Linked DNA regions of Zea mays: region 1 is linked to region 2. Evidence: chromatin contacts called from public Hi-C data. All regions are on one chromosome and are shown on one strand. The core of a region is the stretch at or near the end of the contact, and the rest is flanking DNA. Distances in the headings are between cores, read along the strand shown.

What was found. A called contact is a pair of places that touch in the nucleus more often than the background predicts.
Region 1: a Hi-C map of tassel shows a contact between it and region 2, with 2.6 times the contacts expected there. The contact joins the promoter of LOC100280929 here to the enhancer-like site in region 2. A contact is called at or near these places in 2 of 25 Hi-C or Micro-C datasets (ear and tassel).

Annotation. Positions count from the first base shown.
Region 1 is chr4:222,109,771-222,114,709 of Zm-B73-REFERENCE-NAM-5.0, forward strand. LOC100280929 reads left to right here and starts at 2,998. Exons shown (of 2, transcript NM_001367151.1): 1 at 2,998-3,343; 2 at 4,797-4,939. The coding sequence starts at 3,034.
Region 2 is chr4:221,702,999-221,708,322 of Zm-B73-REFERENCE-NAM-5.0, forward strand. No RefSeq gene overlaps it. Among protein-coding and RNA genes, the nearest start is that of LOC100384101, 62 kb to the left of the region's middle. Within about 2 kb of position 3,918, at least 13 of the 20 cell types and tissues checked have an H3K27ac peak or open chromatin away from gene starts, as enhancers often do. A contact at or near this core is called in ear and tassel, where this site is marked.

The DNA.
Region 1 (4,939 bases), core at 1,748-4,247, 410 kb after region 2:
CTTCATAGCTCATCAGGTATTGTTTGGGTCCGACAAGACATCATACACCGAAAGTTGTGGTGGTCTATACAATGGTTCTCATGGTCTGGCCTGTAAATCTACTACTAAAGGAGAAGTGTTATCATACAAAAAGTGTCATTGTTGTGAGCTTCGGGTTGGGTATTTCTCACGTTATGGTAGTATGGCTCTTATGGTTGCTCATCCTGTTGTCTCATGTGGCACAATTCTTCTGATGCTTCATCAATTTATCATTGCAATTAGGAGACCAAAATCGTCTTATCTTTCCGCTTCTCTACTAGCTTCGAGATTATGGATTTCTTGGTCGAGGTCGTCATGTGGTGGAGGATCTATGACATTTCACTTGCCTTTTGTATGACCATTGCCTGTAAGAGGATATGTGTCTTCAAGTTGATTTTGATCTTTTGGGAAAAGTACAGAGCAGGCGGTTGTGTTTCTCTTTAGAGGCATGATGAAGAGTTATTCCTTGTCGTGAGTTCATCGGAGGTGGATGACAATATTGGTCACCTGTTCAGATTCCTGAAGAGAACCAAAACAGGGCTAATCCACTCTCAAAGAAGGAAGAGATAGAGGAAGAAGGTTCAAATATGCATAAGTAAATAACACGCCATTAGAAAAAGATAGGATAGCACCTAATGCAAGTTCATTTCTTTTATTGCTTTCCACTGATTACAGATGATTACAAGTGCACCTTCAGAATGCTCCAAGGCAATCAAAGGTGTTTTCGCTTCAAAGCTTTGGATACGGAGCAATTCGAACTTACATTAGTGTGTGAATTGTCCAAAAGATATCCCTGTGCATGGGCACTGTACTCCTACTTATAGGGACAACATCACGTACAACTGCGTATGAAATTACATTTATGGCCTTGAGCCCTATACATGTAAACTACAAAGCTTGATAAGGGTATCACCTTCTTTTTTCCATCGGGGTTTGTGTTGCGTACGCTTCCAGAGTCTTCCTTTGTCTGCCTAGTTAAATACTTCGTGCCTTGTTCAAATTACGACGCTGAAGCTCTTAGCTGCATCTTATATTTATGGATGTCACCGAGACAAAGATTATCTTATCATTCTAAAATACACTCAGAGATAATTATTATTGTATTGCTTTGAGAACCTTCAGCAATTGACCCTCATGCTATCTGCAGCAACTTACTCATTTGTATTCTTATATTCAAACTATACTCTGTGAACAATATAGTGTACAATGCAAAATAATGTTTGTGTGACCATATGATTAAACTGTTGGACACACGCTCTCACCATGCCCGATGTCTTAGTCTCTTGTGCAAGTTCCCGTTATTTATCTAAAATGAGTTTTTATGATTTACTAAATATTTATATAAGTTATTTTCATAAAAGTAAAAAGATTAACAGACTGGTGGGTGGTCTGTAGGGTTGAAAACGGACGGAAAAAATCCCGTCCCGATCCGTACCGTTTTCTACATTTGACCCGACCGTTCCCGTATTTACGGAAAAATATGGAAACGGTAGAGGACTTATTCCGTCCGTTTTTGCGAGATCCCGTTTTTTTCCGGATTGAACCTATATTTATTCCGTATTTGATGAATATGGGACGAGCCTAATATGCATTAGTATATAAATTAAATCCTCGTGTATTTAGGTGACAAATTATAGCACAATTGGCCATTGTAACTACCGGCTCTTTTCAAATGACAAGTGATCTAAAGTCTTAAACAACATCAGATGTAGCTAAATGTACACATTTAGCAACCAAACAACAAAAGAATGTTGCCTCTCTATATCTATTTGTTTTATGTTATTGTTCTGCCAATCAATCACTAGTCAAACATCAATAATATTTCTATTTGTATTAAATTATGAGTTTCCGTTAATATTTTCGTTTCTGTTTGTTTTCGCAATTCCGTTTATCCTGCTTCCGTTTTCGTTCTCGACTATTCCGGACCCGATCCCGTTTCCGATGATAAAATACGGATACGGAAACGGGAGAATGGGTTTTCCGTCCGTTTTCATCCCGAGTGGTCTGTCATGGTCGTCAGCATCGCACCGCGGCGCCGGACCTTTTTAACACACGTGTAGTAGTTGTATAAAGAATTCTTGGCTATGAGGAGAACGCGTTGGTGGGACAAGGCAACGGCCTATTCGGATTTTGCTACTGCTTTCCTCGCTAATGCGTCGTGGTGGATAACAGGGACAAGTAGGTAATTAATGTATTCTTACTGCAATTACGAGTAGTAGTATAATTACAGCGTACCTGTGCGGGTAATCACAGTGGCACCGAAACCACCAAATCTGGACGCACACATGTGGTCAAACACAACTCGTGGTGGTCAACCATCCGTCGGCCATGTGTGAACCTACGAAATCGCGCGAACAGTCGGGTCTCAGTTTAATATAATATTAAACTCGCATCCAATTTGCTCCCGAATTCTCTTCCATTCCATTTATCCATATACATATTCAATACGTAATTCTTTTATGTCTCAATACTCGAAGTAATGAACTAACACAAATAAAATACTGTTGTACGTACCTCTAAATTGTGTTTGATTAGATGTACAAGTAAAGGTAAAAGAGAACAGCCAGTTTTTATAGTGTTTAGATAGGAGTCACGTAAAGACAAAATAAACACCGTATACATCAAACCAGAACACATAAGTGAATCGTCGACCAGACTCGTTCCACCGTCTGGTCTAGATGAAGCGAACTTGTAGATGGAAACCATCCTGCTCTGCTCCTGCTCCTGCTCCTGCACTGCTGTAGTAGTGTAGTACAAATTTGCCGTACGGACAAAGGAAACGAACAAACAAGCACGCCCGAATCGGGTTTCCCTGGACGAATGCATTGCACCTCGTTTGTGCGAGGTCACTTACTGTAGGCAAGACGGCGGAGGCGGAGCTGACTTTCGGTCGACAAAGTGCCGTGGAAATTCCCAGAGCCGGACACGTGTCCACGCGCCGCATATATATATACATATGTATGCGCACATGGTGGCGACGAGACGAGGGACGCACAGGCCATACATACTACATTCATGTGCTGCGCGCCCAAGGTGGCGAACGCGGAGGGACGAGGGCCCTGTCGTTGCTGCGCCGGCGGTGAGGAGGACGACGAGGACGGCCAGCAGCCGGCAGCGGCGTGGCGAATGCTATCGGGGTACGAGCGGAGCCGGGAGGCGTCCATGATGGTCGACGCGCTGGCCACGGTCGTCGCTGGCGGGGCAACGCCGCCGGCAACGGCCGGTGCCCGTCAGCAGCAGGTATCGCCTGAGGGCCAGTGGTGGAGCGACTACTACGCCGGAGATGTAACGCCGCCGCCCTCTCTTCCTGCACCGGCCGCTCACGGTAACCGACAGTCGATGCAATGCACGCTCCCTCGTTTAGCTACCTGGATCCCGTAACCCTCTGTCCTTGTGCATCTTTGTTCCTATTGTCTCGCTCCGAACAGAGCAGAGCCGCAGCTCATCCTTAGCGACCGTTCCCGTTCGTGCACCACGCGTACTTTGCTCAGCCCTTGCCGTCGCTCTGTCCCATCTTCTTTCCTTCTCTTTATTTACGTAGTCGGTAGTCCGTATGCTTGCTTGAGTTGCTTCTTCTTGTCATGGCATCAGCAGTGGAGTGAGTATACTGCATGCTGAAAAGGTGGAGTACTGCACACTTACCACCCGTCACGGACGCTCACATCCATGACAACTCTGTTTGGACTTCGGCAAGGCTCTCGATCTCTTCGGTGTCGTGACCACGGTAATACAAAAGAGCCAGAATCGTCCTTGAAAACAAACAGCCCTACTGATCTGACTCCAGAGAAACCATTCGAGACAAACCAAACATGGCTTCCAATGACTTCTAGAAATGCATCTACTGTGTACGGTGCTGCGTGACCCTTTATTTGTTTTCCTTCTTCCTTTACCTAGCCTCTGTTCCTCGTGAACTTGTTCAGCCTCTCTTCACACGTTTGCCACGAGTACAAGATACATGGACGAATGTGCTTTCCCACCACTACCAACCCAAAGCATGTCACTGTTGATTGCACTCGCACACTTCTAATGAGTTATTAATACCAAAGCTCTGGCTTCTCGTACATGACAACTTAGAATAATAGCACCACTGTGTCACTGCTGCATTGGGAAAGAAAAGAGAGGACACGCTCTAAAAGCGTTCTTAATGGATGAAATAGCTAGATTCACTCTCTTGTCTACGTGAATAGAAAATATGGAAAAAAAAATAGCTAGCGAGTAAATAGATAGAATATTTCACGTATTTTAAACTATCATTTGTCAACATACAATACAAGTGGATCAGATATATAAAACGGTATTAAAGTGGAGTTTCGGAGTTCGGCTCCCACAGGCAGCGAAAATCGCATGCGAGTTTCATCGCATATAGGGAAATCCTGCGCGCCACGTTTAGTATGAGGCTTAGTTTGAAACTGTTCCATTGCTTTAGTATTAATAAACAGAGACGGATCCAGACACTCCAAATTCCGTTGCTTTAGTATGAGGCTTAGTTTGAAACTGTTCCATTGAGCACCACGTTTAATTCAAACAACAAACTCCACCGCGCGCTCTTAACAGTTCATTCAGACCCATCATCCACACTTCAATTGAACAGAAATGCAAAATATTCATGATCTTGTCCCATAAAAAAACGGAGTTACAAGAGTGATTGTTTTGTTTCTACTCCGTATAATTTAAATTAGCTTCGTTTGTGTGTTGTCAAGCGTGATCTTTGAGCAATGTCAGTAGTGAATACTAGTAACTAATCGCGATATTCTTGCTCCTCTGTTCTCCGTCAGCAGAGCACGGAGCGGCACGGATTCCCGCGACGGCGGCGTCACCCAGCTCTAGCTCGCAGCCCCCCTCGCCGTCCTCCACCGGCTCCGGCACGCCGCGGAGGCGGTACCGCGGTGTGCGGCAGCGGCCGTGGGGTAAGTGGGCGGCG
Region 2 (5,324 bases), core at 2,668-5,167:
TCAAGCCATCTTCACTGTCTTAGGTTGAGTTCTTTCTGCATGAAGATATATTTCAAGCTTTTGTGATCCGTGAAGATTCTACACTTATTTCCATACATGTAGTGCCTCCAAATCTTCAAACCGTGCACTACGACAGCTAATTCTAAATCATGCGTAGGATAATTCTTTTCATGTTTCCGCAACTGCCTTGAGGCATAAGCAATTACTTTTACTTCTTGCATTAATACACATCCAAGTCCTAGATGTGATGTATCACAATACACTTCAAATCCTTTATGAATATCAGGCATCATCAACACTGGTGCAGTGGTTAGTTTTTCCTTTAATTCGTCAAAACATTTTTGACATGCTTCATCCCAATTAAACTCATTACCTTCTCCAGCAGTGAAGTAAGGGGTTTCACTATTTTGGAGAAGCCTTCAATGAATCTTCTGTAGTATCCTGCTAATCCGAGAAAACTCCTGATTTTTGACACATTTGTGGGTTGTTTCCAATTTAGTATTTCACTGATTTTACCGGGGTCTACCTTGATTCCTCCATCTGTGATAATATGACCTAGGAAAGCGACTTCCTTCAGCCAAAAATCACACTTTGAGAATTTTGAATACAACTGGTTGTCTCGAAGCTTCTGTAGAACTAGTCTCAGATGATCTTCATGTGTTTCTTCATTCTAAGAGTATACTAGTATATCGTTGATGAATACCACAACAAAGTGGTCAAGATATTCCATGAATACTTTATTCATCAAGTTCATAAAGTAAGCTGGTTAATAAGTAATGTCTTCTTAAGAGGATACTTTGGTATGTTATGTTTTTCCACGAATGACCCTTTAATAAATGAATGAGATGCTCTAGAATCGAACAAAATTGAAGCATGTATGGAGTTAATGAGATACGTACCAAGTGCTACGTCTGGTGCGTCCTGAGCTGATTCTGCGGTGATATGGTTAACCCTTCCCTTGTTCTGGTTTTGATAACTTTTACCTTGAGTGTTGTTACGAACATGTGTTCCTTGGTCAACCCGTTGACTGTTGTTTTTCTGAGGTGTCCGAGTGTTGCGCTTTGGACAATTATTGGCATAGTGCCTAGTTTCTCCGCACTTGAAGCACACATTGGGCTGAACTGGGTGATCGGATTATTATTCCTGGCCTGTGTGTTCATAGAGTTTCCTTGCTAATAATTAGTTCTCTGCTGATTGCTTTTCTGGCCTTGCTATCTAGAGCGTTGCATTTGATAATTGTTATTCCCACTCTGATTTCCAAAGCAAAATTGAGAACCTTGGGAGTTGTTTTGTCGGGTATTCCTGCTGGTCTGCCCTTGTGACTGAAATTTCCTTTTATGATCAAACAATCCCTTCCTTTTGCTTTCCAAGCCAATTGCTTTATTGATCAGAGTCTGAAAGTTCGGAAAACTGTGGCTCTGCAGCTAATAGTTCAAAGGTCCAATCAAGCCTTACAAGAAACATTCTTGGCGCTTCTCGTCAGTGTCTACTTCTTCTTGTGCGTAATGTGAAAACTGAGTGAAGCGATCACGGTACTCACTAACGGACATGTTTCCTTGAGTAAGAGATAAAAATTCTTTCTTCTTAAGCTTTATTATTATTGAGGGAATATGATGAGCACGGAAGTTCTCCTGAAAGTCCTGCCATGTTATATCGTCAGCGTTTGCATGGGCCGCAGTGAAGGCATCCCACCAGTCGGACATGGCTCCTTCCAGTCTTCCAGAAGCATATAAGACCTTTTCTCGGTCATTGCACTGTGTAATGTCTAGCTTCTTGCCTATCACCTTGAGCCAGTCATTGACATCCAAGGGATCAACCGAGTGAGAGAAAACAGGGGGATGAGGGCTCATGAAATCCCTATGCTTATCCCTGGCTTGGGGTGCATTCTGTTGTTACTGGTTCCGCTGGTTTTGTTGAATTTGTTGCACTGAAGCAGCAAGACCTTGCAGAAGCTGCATTTGTGCTGCGATAAATTGCTCCATTGTTGGATTTGGTGGCGGTGGTGGCAACTGCTGACCAGTTCACTAATTTTGGGTATTCCTGGGACTTGAGCGAGCGTTCACCATCTAGTTGGTTAGAAAGTGCAACCTTTAGATAAGTGCAGAGAAAAATTCTAGGAGGAATAGCTTATAACTAAAGTTAAGATTATTTGTTAATTTTAAAAGTTCTTATGACCACCATTCAATAAGACCATTGCACTCAAGCAAAAATCCAAACCAACCATTATGCAAACATCACCAACACATGGTTGTTATTGTAAGCATAGTATCATGATAAGGTTCATCGTCTAATGCAAAATTGATCTTATTACAATATGACTTATAAATCTAAAGCAGCTTGGTCATAGATCCTGGTTCTCCATAGCGGATTCTCTTATGGGGCGAGGACACGGCTATGGTCGGGACTTGAGCTTCAGGGGGTTCCTTCCTTCAAGTTGAGCTTCTAGGGCTGTAATCCTTGCATGTGCATCTTCTAGCTCCTCATGTACCCTAGAGAGGTCTAGGGTAGCACTGTCTAGGTCGGTGTTAAGACCTGCCACCACACCAACAAGGGTGCTGAGGCGATCTTCTCTAGCTCCACCTGGAACAACGCTGGTCTGGCTTTCTCCACGAAGATGTAGAGGAAGATGCATGTACCTCGTGTCATGCAGCTGCTATCGGTAAGTGTAGAGATGGCAACGGGTCCAAACCCGCTGGGTTTTGCTATCCCAAACATGTACCCGTGAAAAATATCTATGCCCATTAAAAAACACGTACCCATGATGGGTTTGAAATTTTGCCCAAACCCGTACCCATCGGGTTAGCGGGTACCCACAGGTTACCCACAGGTTTTATCTCCAATATGCTTGTTCTTCTCATAAAATCAATAAGTATCGTAATGATTAATGAGATCATGGTCCAAAGTTTGTGATAAACACCAAGCTCATGGTTTGCTATAAAATTATTATTAGAGAGAATGAAATACAAATAATAAGTTATATAATCAAGTGACCTTGCACTAAGTTATCCATCCACCACATATATAACGCTAGTAAAAACTATAATAGCAACCAAACATGAATCTCTACGTTTCGTATTCCGCACTTTGATAATGTTAATGACTATGTTATGTTAATGACTATGGGGATGTCTTGGACAACTTGATGTAATAAAGTCCTTTTCCACTATTATTTTGAGCAATGTGTGATAATGTCCAATTATGTAATCGATGTATACGTGAGTTTATGATCCTGACACATACATGATTCGTATTCGATTTGCCTTCTAAAATCGGGTAACACGATCCCAAAGTCTTCACTTGAGGGGGACGAACGATGCCCTCGATCATTGGGTGAATCGCGTCGGGGGTGCTGATATGACCGTTAGAAAAGACAGAGCATGTGTCGTTCACATGCTTTTCTCTTTTTGCTATAAATATTGGGTCCGCGTGGATGCTGACATTCTTAGGCCCTGTTCGTTTGTATCGGATTGCACCCGGAATTGTTCCGTCTAAACAAAGTTTATATAAATTAGAGAAGCAATCCGGTTAGAAATCGTTTCGACCCACCAATCCGGTGGAAACGAACAAGCCCTTACTGTTGCGTTGATTTTACAACGTCTGATTTCTCCCCGCCTACAACTGCCACGCGTTTCCTTTCCTCCGCCTCTACATCGTCGTCGGCGACTGTGCTGCCAGTCTCATCATTCTGACTCGTTTGAATACTGCTGGTCACTGCCATCCCCGGTACGCCGCCATGCCTCCTATTCCGAGTGGCGGTAGCTTGGTGGTGGTGGTCGAGCAGTGGGATCACCGCGACAACAAATGTTCACTGTCCGCAAGGAACTCTTCGTCTCGTCGCACCGTTAGGGTTGGCCGCTCTGGTGGGCTAGGCCGAGAAAATTATGATTTGGGCCAACCGAAGACCTCAGCTCGAAGTCGTTGGGTTATTTCCCAGTGGGATTCGGCAGGGCTGCAGATGTGGAAACCACGCTGCAACGGTGGGTGAGCTTGTGGTATTCGACAACCGTTTTGGTGTAGGACTTCAACTGCCATGCCTTGAGTTTTTGCTAAAAGTTTTGGATAAGTTTAGGGTCTAGCTCCATCAACTAACTTTGAATGCCATAGTTTCCCTGAGCAAGTTTGTGTGGGCGATGACCACTTTTGGGGGGACACCATTAGTCAAGGTCTTTGTGAAGCTTTTTTTACACTGGCACACCCTGTGCGTGAAGAATAAATGGGGTGGATGGACAGAAAATTGGTTCTATCTTTATTGCCTGAATGGCAAAGGTTGGCCTTAGCGAGTGTGATGTCTTCATTCAGTTTTGAAGCTTTTCCGCGCTACAAGGCCGCGGAGAAGGATCGCAACGACTGAGTCTTCAGCATCGCCTCTAGAACTAGTAGCGACCAAGACTTGGTTGAGGAGTAACTGGCCTGCAGAGTCTGGCCGCTGGGTCACGGATCATGTGTTGGGCCAGTGGTGCGAAGGGACTTCGCAAGGTTTCTAAAGCAGATTTTAATCTCGCTTTTGCTATCGATTTAGGTCATCACTCGGGAGACATTTTTATGGCGGAGATTGAGAAAGAAGCAGAGGACTTAGTTGGACCAGTGACAGAGCATGAAGTTCACAAAAGCATTGAGCTACGTGGAGGCGAGGTCTACCTTCACCGTGTTTTCAGTCAGATGGGGCTGCTTTAGGATGTGCATAAAGCGCGTCCAAAGAGGTCAATGGCAAAGATGATCGGTTTGTCTCCAAAGGGGGCTACACGTTCCCAGACATCTATAGAGACCCCTATTAGTTGAAAGCGGACGGCACAGAGTGGTGGATTACAGTGGTCTACGGGCCCCAATCCGATGCAGACAAGCTCCTGTTTCTTCAGGAATTGAGGGCCCTTGTCTCCCAGGGGCACGAGAGGTGGCTAGTCCTTGGGGATTTTAATCTCATTTACCAGGCTTCAGACAAGAACAATCTAAACCTAAATAGGCGCCTCATGGGTTCATTCAAATCCAACATAGATGACATCCACCTTAAGGAACTTCGTCTGAATGGCCGCCAATTCACCTGGAGCAATGGGCAGGCTGAACCAACCATGACAAGAATTGATAGGTTCTTCTGCACGCCCGATTGGGAGCTCCTCTTCCCAACCTGCTACATCCACTCCCTACCCTCCCTCATGTCGGACCACACCCCTCTGCTCTTACAGGGGGAGATAATGCGCAAAACAAACACCTCCTTCCGCTTCGAGAACTTCTGGACACGCATTGACGGATTCAAAGAAGCGGTATACTCGGCCTGGAATAAGCCGTTACCCTCTGTCCAGCAACCACTCTTGCGCCTGCACATCAAA